3 separate regions of the Mus musculus genome follow, and regions 1 and 3 are each linked to region 2. Evidence: chromatin contacts called from public promoter capture Hi-C data. All regions are on one chromosome and are shown on one strand. The core of a region is the stretch at or near the end of the contact, and the rest is flanking DNA. Distances in the headings are between cores, read along the strand shown. Region 1 has its middle 85 kb from the start of Slc22a22. Region 2 holds the start of Has2 (hyaluronan synthase 2). Region 3 has its middle 53 kb from the start of Gm35627.

Evidence for each region. Promoter capture Hi-C pulls out the DNA fragments that hold promoters and counts their contacts.
Region 1: a contact with region 2 is called in a promoter capture Hi-C map of second pharyngeal arch cranial neural crest, with 5 times the contacts expected there. The contact joins the enhancer-like site here to the promoter of Has2 in region 2. A contact is called at or near these places in 12 of 39 promoter capture datasets (the 3T3-L1 cell line, 3T3-L1-derived adipocytes, the C10 cell line and 8 more), 2 of 484 Hi-C or Micro-C datasets (adipose-derived mesenchymal stem cells and embryonic fibroblasts) and 1 of 115 datasets of contacts at active chromatin or transcription factors (embryonic stem cells).
Region 3: a promoter capture Hi-C map of liver shows a contact between it and region 2, with 4 times the contacts expected there. The contact joins the enhancer-like site here to the promoter of Has2 in region 2. A contact is called at or near these places in 11 of 39 promoter capture datasets (the 3T3-L1 cell line, the C10 cell line, the HPC-7 cell line and 6 more), 2 of 115 datasets of contacts at active chromatin or transcription factors (embryonic stem cells and stem cell-derived neural progenitor cells) and 1 of 9 other capture datasets (adipose tissue).

What each region holds. Positions count from the first base shown.
Region 1 is chr15:57,347,949-57,351,769 of GRCm38.p6, reverse strand. It overlaps a transcript of Slc22a22 not described here. Among named protein-coding and RNA genes, the nearest start is that of Slc22a22, 85 kb to the right of the region's middle. Within about 2 kb of position 2,054, at least 1 of the 459 cell types and tissues checked has an H3K27ac peak or open chromatin away from gene starts, as enhancers often do. A contact at or near this core is called in second pharyngeal arch cranial neural crest, where this site is marked.
Region 2 is chr15:56,692,380-56,696,224 of GRCm38.p6, reverse strand. Has2 (hyaluronan synthase 2) reads left to right here and starts at 1,679. Exons shown (of 4, transcript NM_008216.3): 1 at 1,679-2,231. Has2os (hyaluronan synthase 2, opposite strand) reads right to left here. Exons shown (of 4, transcript NR_002874.2): 2 at 2,457-2,611; 3 at 2,148-2,270; 4 at 1,765-1,862.
Region 3 is chr15:57,463,108-57,467,109 of GRCm38.p6, reverse strand. It overlaps a transcript of Slc22a22 not described here. Among named protein-coding and RNA genes, the nearest start is that of Gm35627, 53 kb to the left of the region's middle. Within about 2 kb of position 1,764, at least 18 of the 459 cell types and tissues checked have an H3K27ac peak or open chromatin away from gene starts, as enhancers often do. A contact at or near this core is called in adipose tissue and liver, where this site is marked.

The DNA.
Region 1 (3,821 bases), core at 805-3,304, 660 kb before region 2:
GCTGAGATGAAAGGATGGACCATGTAGAGACTGCCATATCCAGGGATCCACCCCATAATCAGCTTCCAAATGCTGACACCATTGCATACACTAGCAAGATTTTACTGAAAGGACCCAGATGTAGCTGTCTCTTGTGAGACTATGCCGGGGCCTAGCAAACACAGAAGTGGATGCTCACAGTCAGCTAATGGATGGATCACAGGGCTCCCAATGGAGGAGCTAGAGAAAGTACCCAAGGAGCTAAAGGGATCTTCAACCCTATAGGTGGAACAACATTATGAACTAACCAGTACCCCTGAGCTCTTGACTCTAGCTGCATATGTATCAAAAGATGGCCTAGTCGGCCATCACTGGAAAGAGAGGCCCATTGGACACGCAGACTTTGTGTGCCCCGGTACAGGGGAACGCCAGGGCCAAAGGGGGGGAGTGGGTGGGTAGGGGAGTGGGGGTGGGTGGGTAAGGGGGACTTTTGGTATAGCATTGGAAATGTAAATGAGCTAAATACCTAATAAAAAATGGAAAAAAAAATAATAATAAAAAAAAAAAAAAAGAAAAAAAAAAAAAAATTTTGAGATGTATGGTTGGCTCCATCCCTCTACTGCCCCACCTAGGGATCCATCCTGTCTGCAGACACCAAACCCCTGCACTATTGCTGATGCCAAGAAGTGCTTGCTGACAGGAACCTGATATGGCTGTTCCCTGGAAGTTCTACCAGCACCTGACCAATATAGATACAGAACATCACAGCCAACCATCAGACTGAGCCTGAAGACCCCAATGGAAGAGCTAGGGGAATGACCGAAGGAGCCTAAGGGAATTGCAACCCCATAAGAAGAACAATATGAACTAACTGAACCACCCAAAGCTCCCAGGAACTAAACCACCAACCAAAGAGTATCCATGGGGGAGCCAGGACTCCAGATACATCTGTAGCAGAGGATAGCCTTGTCTGATATTAATGGGACGGGAGGGAGGCTTGATGCCCCAGTGTAGGGGGATGCTAGAGGTGTTAGGTGGGAATGGGTAAATGGGAGCACCCTCATAGAAGCAAAGTGGAGGGGGTAAAAGGGGGTTGGGATGGGAGGTAGGTGGAAGGGTAACCGGGAAGGGGCAGAACATTTGAGATGTAAATGAATAAAATGATTGCTACTACTATGACCACGACCACGACCACGACCACGACCACGACCACGACCACGACCACGACCACGACCACTACCACTACTACTACTACTAGGAGCCTGACAGTTCCAATTCCTAGGACTCACCTTCAGCTATAGACATTTTGTTCATATGCCACCTGTGCTGAATCACTGATCACTGAAGTAGCTTTCAAAGCTCAAACCCAAACAGATTCATCCTGTGATCAATTATAACCATGCCCCTCTGCTATCAGATGGTTAACTTGTAAGGATACATAGACTGCAATATGAAGAATAAGCCTTTACAGCAGTGAGAGAGTATTCATTTCATACAATAAAGTCTATTTAAAATGTATCATGTTCCACTTGTTATAAAATGAACTAGGTCAATTTTGATGTGATTATTACACCTATTGAATAAGCTTCACAGAGGTTTCCCATGGGCCTTCACATTATTAGAAATGCCAGAGTTTCCATGATGAAATATTCCTAGTGATATTTCAGGTCAACCTAAGCTACATAGGCTAAATTCCATCCCTCTGGCTCTCTGGTGAATACCTCATATCTCAGGGTAACCTTCCAATGTCGGTCAGATTAATCTTGCACATGAACTAAATGGGACAAAAATGTGGTCATTCCAGCATTTCCACAAAACTAACTGCTATTCTCACTCAACTATTAAATGTCTTTCTAAGGTTCTCACTCTCATAATTACACATACTTACATGCCTGAAATCTTAATTTGTATAGCTTAGTTGCAAAACTTAAAATAGTATGTTGGTTATAAAGATCAATTTCATCTTTTACTTTTCAAGCCAGAAAAGTGTTGCACAGGATCAGGCTGCTGGGGAAGAGAGAAGTTGCCATTAGCCAGAGCTAACTGCCAATGACAGTGAAATTGGTCTTGCTGACACATCTTTTCATGCTGCATGCAACTGGAAATAATTTGCATTGATCATAAGTTCCTCTGCTCTGGTGGACTCTGTTGCAAGAATGCTTATATGAAATGTTCTTTCTTAGTTCCATTATTTATGACACATTAGCTAAGCTGCACTTGAGTTTCTATTTACAGGAGGAATAAGGAAAATTTCAGATTTAGAGAGTATCAGTTTGTGAATCTAATAATTTAGAAGTTGTATTCTTTAGCCTCATTGATAATATCATTGAGTTTCTAGAATTCGCTTTGGTAATGTATTTATGCCTAGACTCAGAAAATGTTACCCTACACATGTCTTGTCCTTCTTTCTTCCCTTTGTGACATTTCTCTCATCAAACTCACTTATCTTCTTTATTTTATCCTCCTGTTATTTCTTTCCATTTTTATATAATATCTGGATTAATTTATAATCACTAGTAGTGTATAGGAGTTTATTTCTCTTTGTGTCATAGCCAGCATTTGTTATTTGTAGTTTTTGGAAAGATGGCAATTCTGAGGTGGTTTTAATTTGTATTTCCCTGATGGTTAAGGGTGATGAGCAATTTTAAATGTTTATGGTTCTTTAGTGTTTAATCTTTTGAGAGATGACCTTTGCTTTAACACATTCCTTGACTGCAATCTTCTCTGATATTCAGTAATTTTTTCTTCTTTATATATTTTAGAAATAAATACTATGTCACAAAGAACTTAGCTCACACATCAAATCCTATAGCTCACACTTTTTTTCTGATTTTGTGGAATGTCTCTTGGCTTAATTTCTTTTAGTGTATTTAAGCTTATTAATTTTATCCAATTATATTTATTAATTTTTGGGTTTCTTTCTTAACCTATTGAGGTTCTCATCAGAAAGTCCTTAGCTATGGCATAGAAGTCTTTTCCACATGTTTTCCTCCAACATTTTCAGAGTTTTGTGTCTTACATGAAAGCCTTTGATCCTGATTTGAATTAAGTGTTGTTCAATGTGAGAAAAAGATATAGTTTTATTTTGCATGTGACTATCCAGTTCTTCCAGCACTATTTATTGAAAAGGTTGCATTTCTTCCAGTGCTTGTTTGTGGCATCGTTTTCCAGTCAAGTATCTATAGCTGTACAGGTTGATTTGTAGCTCCTCCTCCACTGATCTACGTGCCAGTTTTTGTGATAATACCATGCTGTTTCTGTCACTATGAACTTGTAGTGTAAATGGAAGTCATATTTGGTGATGTCTCCTACACAGCTCTTTTTACTCAGAACTGCCTCCACTTTTCAAAAGTGATTTTTGTCTTTTGTGTTTCTTTCTGAATTTTAACATTGTTTTCTATATTTATTTAAAGAATGCTATTAGATGATCACCACATCACATCTGTACATTGCTTTTGATTATATAATTTACATACATACATACATACATACATAATATAGCCAATATTTGACTGTCAATTGTGGGAGGTACTTCTATTTCCCAGTGACTTCTTTATTTTTTTCAGTATTTTAAAATTTTCAATGTAGAGTTCTTTCACTTCCTTGGTTTAGTTTATTCCAAAATATTCTCTTTCTCTTTTTTGTTTGCAGTTTCTTTGGTTTTATTGAAATGCAAAACATGCACACAAGCCATCTATCCATTTTCTTCACTGTGTGTGGCATTGGGATTGGTGACTCTGATGGCCAGCTGTGCTGCTCTTTCTATGATGGCTTCACATCAGCAGCACTTCCAGATCCTTGACATTGTGAACCACAAACATCCAGAAGCTGCTAGGCTGCAC
Region 2 (3,845 bases), core at 430-2,929:
TCTGATTAAGTGTGATGAAATTGCGCTCTGAAATTTAAGGCAGTCTTTGCAACAGTTGAATCACCTCAAGCGGGAGTTCAAAGGCTAGAGTCAAGAGAGTTGTGGGGGGGAAATGAGGAAGTCTCCCCAGAGTGGCATGAAGTCAGCCACCAAAGTGATGGCTCCCAGAGGTGAAATGGCCTTGTGTTTGGGTGTGTGGGGGGAGGTGAGGGTCGGGGGTGGGGGGACTGGCTTTGCAGATCCAGCTTTGTGGGGGATGGGTCGGCTGACAACTGCGAGTTGCAGTCACACTCTGCATCCCTATTCACAATCCTCAACTCCACACCTGCCTGATATGTTGCGAGCCTCACTCCCGGTTTATTCCACTTTTCTCTTTTTGTCTGACCTTTAACTATTGCCCAAATTTATATTCCGATCTTATCCGAAACACATATACCATACAGCATCAAGATGCGGTAGAACTCAAACGAAGCCCACATCAAGAGCACGAAGAAGGGAAATAAAAGAAAGGAGGGGATGGGTGGGGAAGAACAGAAAAGGAAGTAAAAGGCAAGTAAGGTTTTAGCAGATTTCAGTTTTAGCCTTACTGCGTAAATCCGCTTTCATTTTTTCCTAAACAGCGCCACCTAGTGTCCATTGTAGCTCTCTGAGTTTTTTTTTCCTTTTACCTTTTCCTTTGGGTGGGGGCAGGGGCGGGGACCGCAAGGATCAAGGGAAAAGGGCGCGGATGCCCTAAGGTTGAAAAAAAAAAAAAAAAAAAAAAAAAAAAAAAAAAAAACCCGAGAAAGAAAACTCTCCAGTCTTGGCGTCATTGAAATTTTAAAATGGTATTTTGAAAACATTAAGTAAAAGGCTGTCAAGAGGCAAAAGTAATTTCAGATGTTTTACGAGATGACTGCTTCCGTACACTTTCTCAGGTTTATTGCTATCATCATTATTATAAACTTCCAATCGAGAATCTTTTGTATGTTTTCATGTCTGAGAATCATGAGAAAAAAAGAAATTTAAAAATTTTCCTCATTTCAGTGTCCAGCCCACCCACAGCGAAAACTGCGGGGGGGGGGGGGGGGAGACGTTGACATTTGCCTTTTGCTTAGAAAGTTTAGAGCTGGGAGGAAGAAAGGGTTAACAAATGGCAAACTAGTCGCTCTTTTTAGCGTCCTAGGCCATTTGTGGAGCAAACTAGGTAGCACGGACGTACACACACACACACACACACACACACAACGCGCACACACACACAGAGTCAGTATTCCGCCAAGAGCAGTGATTTAGCCTAAGAGAACCGTTTGGCCTTAAAATCATTTATATGCAACGGGGAGTTTATCAAGTCGAGGGAATCCTTGTAACGCAGACAGACTTCAGCAATATTTGCAGAGCAGGGCTGCCCGCTCCGCGGTCACTGCCTGAGGAGAGGTATCAGGCGGTGGTCAGCATCTGTGCTCCGCGTTTCTCAGCACACGTTAACAATCAAGTTAATTGAATTCATTGGAGTTTAGAAGCGGCCTCTAGCTCAGAGAGGGCTTTGAATGGCCAATTTCTCTCTCTTCCCCCCACTCCTCCCCGCCTCCCATCCCGCCCAGTCCCTCCCCTCCGGGTTCCCCAGTCTACACCTCCCTCCTCCACTCCCCTCACCCCCACTCCCTCCTCCGTCCTATTAAAACACCCACCGGCTCACTTGTTAAGACCCCCTTAAGTTGGAGGAGGCAGAAAGGCAACCACAGCGAAGAAGAAGGAGAAGTCAAGGCGTCTGGAAAGAATTACCCAGTCCTGGCTTCGAGCAGCCCATTGAACGGGGGACTTGAACCAGCCAAAGACTTCTTCATTCTGCTCTTGCTAGACTCTGCTGAGTCTTGACCCGGCTTGTAGGTTGATGTGAAAAGAGATTTTGTGTCGTCGGAGGGAAGGGGATTGGAGCAAATAGCAAAACAGGGGGAAAAGTTAATTTATTTTTAAAGCACATTTAACAAAAAGAATTAGAAGACTTAAGTGCAGCGGAAATAATAAAAGAGAATATTAGTGAAATTTCTTCTCAAAGAGGGGAGAACCAAGCATTTAAGGCTCCCCCATCTTTTTTTTTAAATGTTGTTTTTAAATTTCTTATTTTTTTTGGCCGGTCGTCTCAAATTCATCTGATTTCTTATTACCTCAATTTTGGAAACTTCCTTCCACGACCCTCCGGGACCACACAGACAGGCGGAGGACGAGTCTATGAGCAGGAGCTGAACAAGGTACGTTATACAGACGCGTTTGGGTGAACTTTGAATTCCCTAGATAGATTGGGGGCAGAGAAGAAATTATCAACAGAGCTTTAAAAAAAAAACCAACAACAAAAACCCCCTAGTTTCTATAGAAACATTTGAGGTCTGAAGTGTCCCCCAACTCCCCCCCCTCCCCCCCGCAACAAACTGCCCATGAGGGAATATTGCCAATCACTATCAAGTCTCGCAGCATACCCTGGGTTTTAATCATCCGGTGAAATCCGCTGCCTCTCTGGGCGCACAGGTAACTTGCGTGGCCAAGGAAAGCTGATTGTCCCGGGGTGTACTTTTCCACTGGGCATCTTCCCGAGCGTCAAAGGGGCTCCGGAGTCAGAAAACAAGGATTTCCACTGTGTACGGAAAATTCATCCCACAACTGTCCTTACCTTCCTACCCTTCCCTTCTTTCTCCCTCACCTCCCACCAGTATGTGGGCTGGACACCCTGGCACAGTTCTGTGCGGGGGTGGAGGTGGGGGTACAAACAAAACCGCTCAATTTTGGCTTAGACTGAAAGGGTTAAACGATCCGGGTTTCCAGCTACGTTAGGCTGGAAGAGACCCCAAGGAAAGTCCTGCGCCACCTCCTCGCGCTACCATCCTGGTTCAGCCACTCCCCCCTTTTCCCGGGCCTCCACTCCTTTGCAGTTTCCAAACTCCATTAAAGTGTCAGGCAGCGAGCATCCGGGCACAGCCACCCCGAGAAAGCCTTTCCTGGGGCAAGGGGTCCCTCACGCAGGCATTCGCCGCTGGGGGAGAGAAGAGAGCGCGCATCCCTCCTTGCGCTGGCCGGCCGGCCCGCACCCCTTGGGCAGGGCGTGCGCGCGGACAGCGCTGCGCTCCCGCAGCTGCACCAAGTCCCGAGCCAAATCCGACGTGGCACGGAGCACGCTGGCGCTTCTTTCCTCCGTTGCAGCTGGAGACGCTGTTGTGTGGGGGATTAGGGGACTCTGTCTCTAGCCCCTTGTCCGATGTGGGGTCGAGGGGCCCTGGGAGCCTGGGAAGAGGTGGGAAGAGAGCCAGACACGGGATAATCAACACCTTGGACTGAATTCGTCACGGTGGTTCCCGCCCAGAGTGAGCCAGGGCTTAGAAATCGGTCCCGGTGAACCAGAGGGCGGGTCTGAAAGGAGGGTCTGTGTAAGGGTGAGAACTTCGTGGCGACAGAGGCGGCTTCCTCTGGCCCAAGAAAGGCAGCCCAGGGGAAACAGCTCTGAAAGGACCATTAAGACAGGGCTGGAAGCATAGGCGGTGTCTGAGAACGAAGGCTTCTAAGACCCAGGTCTCATTACATAGTCGTAGGTGTAGGTGCCGTTTCCACCAGCACCTCTCTGGATATCCCCCAAACTCCCGGGCACAGTATTCTGACTCGGATACCCTTGCCACTAGATAGCCAGCTGCAACAACCGCGTCCTGGCTTGGGACTTGTAGAAGCCCAGGAGGCCCCGCCCCGCCCATCTCACTTCACTACCTCCTGGGACCCTTTACTGCCAAATGAGTCTCTGTAGCAGCTGCACAGAAACGCTACACACTCCTTCAACCCACGTGGCTGGGCTGGGATTGCATTTGATGTCACACCCTGGGAGG
Region 3 (4,002 bases), core at 515-3,014, 770 kb before region 2:
TAGATTGTAAGTGTTTCCACCTTGGATGCATTTCAGAAGATTTTATTCCAGATGTTTGTCTGGGATCTCCTCTGGCCACCTGCACGCTCATTGCCTCTGGGGTTATGTCTTCGTATCTCACAGTGAATGCAGTTCTTTGCTTTCCAATAGCATTTAATTTTACATGCATGATCTGAGTTAATCAGTACAGCATCGAGGTGGTGGTGTGACTGCCTTACTGCGCTCAACTCCACGTTGCAGTGACTAGGACACGTCAGAGCCTCCTGTCATCTGTTAGACCTTTTAGTGAGTACAGGCAATTATCTTGCTCACCTTGATGTTTTCCACAGCAACATATCAAATCTATAGACAAAAGTATCCTGTTTTGTTTATATTTGCTTAGATTCTTCTGGGTATGTGAATCTTCTGTAATTGCATTGTCCATTTGAATATGAGAAAGGGGAAATTACAATTTGTAAGAAAGGAAATATGGAGGTAGGTGAAAGTGGAGAGTTGGAGAGTAACCTTGACTCTTCCCATTCTCAGAGGTCAGAGAAGAGATGTTGTCCAAGTGTAGACTGTAAGCATGGGTTCATGTCTTAAGGAAGCCTTATCTTTGAAGGGACGATGGGTTCTATATTCCCCCCCACCCCCGAGAAACCTCATAGCAAAATCCAGTGAAAAGCTGCTATTTCCATAGCTCTTGTGCCTTGATGATGATGAGCCTGGTGATGTGTTAACCAGGCCCCTGCTTAAAGGCTGGGTGAACCCTATTGCCTCATCTCTGTGGGCTTTTTTTTTGTGTGCAATTTGGGTATTTCTTTTTCTCTACAGCTATGAGAATGACTTGTGTGCTAGTCCTATTGGCTAGCCATTTAAGCACTTTGTCTATGAAGAGGTTAGTGTGTGAGGGGGCAAAGCATTCTTACTTAATGTTCCTGTCAAAGATCATGGATGAATGCCAAAGCCACAACTTTCCTTGTTAAATATTAATGCATTATTTCTCCCTGCAACTACTAAATATTTAGCTTAACCCATTACTTTTGTGTTAAGGCCTGTGATAGTCACTGCCTATCATGCTAAAAAAAATCCCTATAGTTTTTCAAAATAAAATAGCCATGGTTTAGTGGAAAGAACCAGAGACTTACATTTAATGGTATTACATTTTAAACTCGCTGTGTGTTGCTAAAATCAATCCCCCCCTTTTTTGGGTGCAGGGGTGGGGTGGGAGGAGATGCATACATATGAGTTTCTATATCCACTAAAAGAATGGAGTAGGGGTTTGGGGAGTCATTGCCTGAATCCTTGTGAGTATTGGAATCAGATGGTTTGGCTTCCAAAATTCCTTCCATTACACACTCACTGTGCAATTTGGAGACATTCACATGAACTTTTACATCTAAGCTTCCTCACAGTATAAAACAGAGAGTAAGGGTACTAAGTTCAAAGAATTAAAGGGGTGAAACAAGGCACAAAAATGCTCAGCAAAATATCTAGCATATGGTAAAAGCCCAGCAGGTGTATGGAATTATTATTCATGTTCATATAGGCCAGCTGTGCAGCTTCAGTGAGGTTCTTAAATCTTAGTTTCAGGACTGTTAGCTGTGAATCAGAGGAAAAAAAATGCAGTCTCAGTGAGTTGCAATTTTGTCTACTAGAAATTAGTCTGTGTTCAACTATTCATATCTCCGCCTTTAGAATTCAGGGTGATGTGTTCAGGGCTGATAATTGAGATCTGTTGAACCAATACAGAGTGATTTTTGTCCACATCTGCAATAGTTTAATAGACTTCAACCAGATCACCCTTTCTGCGTTTGTTGTTGTTTTTCTCTTCGTCCTTCATTTTGGACTCTGTATTCATTTGTCCGCTTGCCAAATCTTTTGATCACCAGTTTCATTTTCTGGCATTTCTCCGTCTTTGCTTTGTCACTCTTTTGTAACAGTGAGCAGAGCTATCCTGGAATACACATGGGTGTCAAATTTAGAATAAAACCAGTAGAGAACCAATGTATTTATATGTGGTTTTTATTTTCATCGATGTGACTAGGTCCTGTCCAGTCTGGGAACCAGAGAAAGAAAAGTATAATTGAATAAGCTCTCCACATATGAAGGAGCCCTTTGTAAATTGGAGTCAGTGACCTTACACTGGCCAGGCATCCTTCCTTACTGGCCAGTTTCTAGTTTGCTGAAGTAACTGCTCCTTGAAATGCTAATAAGCTTAATTGTGGCTGGAAGTCACAGAGGGCAAGTCTTTCCTGTGATAAGAAAATAAGAACTCTTTTCTGTGAGTCTACCGGATTACCACCTACTTGAGAGATAGGAGGTAAGAGGCAAAAAACCCAAACCAAAAAAAAAAACCAAACCAACCCAAAATGCAAGCCAATACCACTCTTCCTCTGAATGGTTGGTCACTGATCCCTGGAACTGTTGACAAATTACAACTAGAAAGAAATCATTTCTGACAATGAGAATTGGAAGAAGATTGGTTATTTCCTGGCACAAGGGAGGGAATGATTTGATTGATTTCCAGGGAGTCTCCTCTCAAAATTGTTTGGGAAGAAAGCAAAGCTCATAAAATAACTTTGAGAACGGTTTGGTGAAATCTATGACCTAACCAGAAGGGTTTTGGGGCTCTCGTTTTGAAATGCCAGTTTTAGGAACCTAGCTTTAGCGGTATCCTCATATGCATCTGTGCGTGTTGTGACTAACTCAAGTAGACTGAATTTCAATGTTCAACTGCTTGATGAGACAGAAGTCTCCAGCTGGAGTACCGGAAGTATTCATCACAGAAAGATGAATTTTGCTCTTTTGTGACAGCTTAGACACCACAGACTCTCTGCCCTGGATGGGAATCTGGGGATCGTGAGCCCCAGGCTGTCATGCTCGGCGTTGAAGCCATCATTTACAGACATCATCGCATCTGTTGCATTTGGTTCCTGGCCAGCTAAGGACAGTCTCCTCTGTGATGCAGGGAATGTAACACAGTGTTTTTGACGTCTGGAGGCTCACTAAAGTGGACTGAAAAAGTTAAAACGTAGCAAACCATACCGATGCCCGATCCTCAAGCATTTAAATCAGAATCCACGAGTTCTGCACTTCTGAAGGAGTTTAAAGTACTCCAGGAAATTCTGAGGTAGAACGAGAGCCCCGTTTTGTACTTGCAAAGGTATCCCTGCTATGTTTCCTATATGTTCCCGATTAGGTGTCTAGCCTTTCCAAGTTCCATTTCCTTTGGGCGTAACTGCACAGTGCTCACTGGACATGTGTTTTCGGATTGGTTGTTACAACTGCATCCAGAACTCTTTGCAGTCGGATAGGATTTATTATCCTCCCATCCCAAGTGCATCGCCTGAACATTGTTCCTGAGTATTTCTCCCATGGACAGCTGCTGTCATGTGAGTTTAAGGTGCATTATGGGATTTATATTTCCTTTGCTTTCAGATGTGACTCCAGTTTCCCATTAATACAACGTCTTGTATAAAGTACAAGATCAACATGCATTAATTAAACAGCTGAGTGGCTACAGCACAGTCTTTGAGGTGTGACTCAGACTTTGCTCCAAATGATATGGAAAATCTTCGTGGTTTAAGCTGTAGATGTTTTCACACTCAAAGATCTGAGGGGGACTGGTACTTAGGTAGAGCATGGCTGATTCAGCTGAATACCAGGCTTTTGCTCAGTCTGGGACCACTGCAGGTCTTCTCCATCTGAAGTCCAGAAGCATAGACATTTGAGGCATGCTCTTCATAGGATGGAATATACATCACCAGAGACTGTGACTCCTCTGACAGCTTTGACTTATAATGGGGTCATTGCTGCCCTGCCAGCATTATAGTGACGAAAGCAAGTCACAAAGCCAGACCTAGTATCAGTGGGACAGAAAGTACCTTACTTTACTTGGAAATCTAGAAGAAAAGAGGAGCGATGTTTACTTTTAATTACATGGAAGGAATTTGGAGCTGGGAGCAATGACACAATGTACCTTGGCTACCAACCATTTTTGTTCTACATTATCACCTTCAC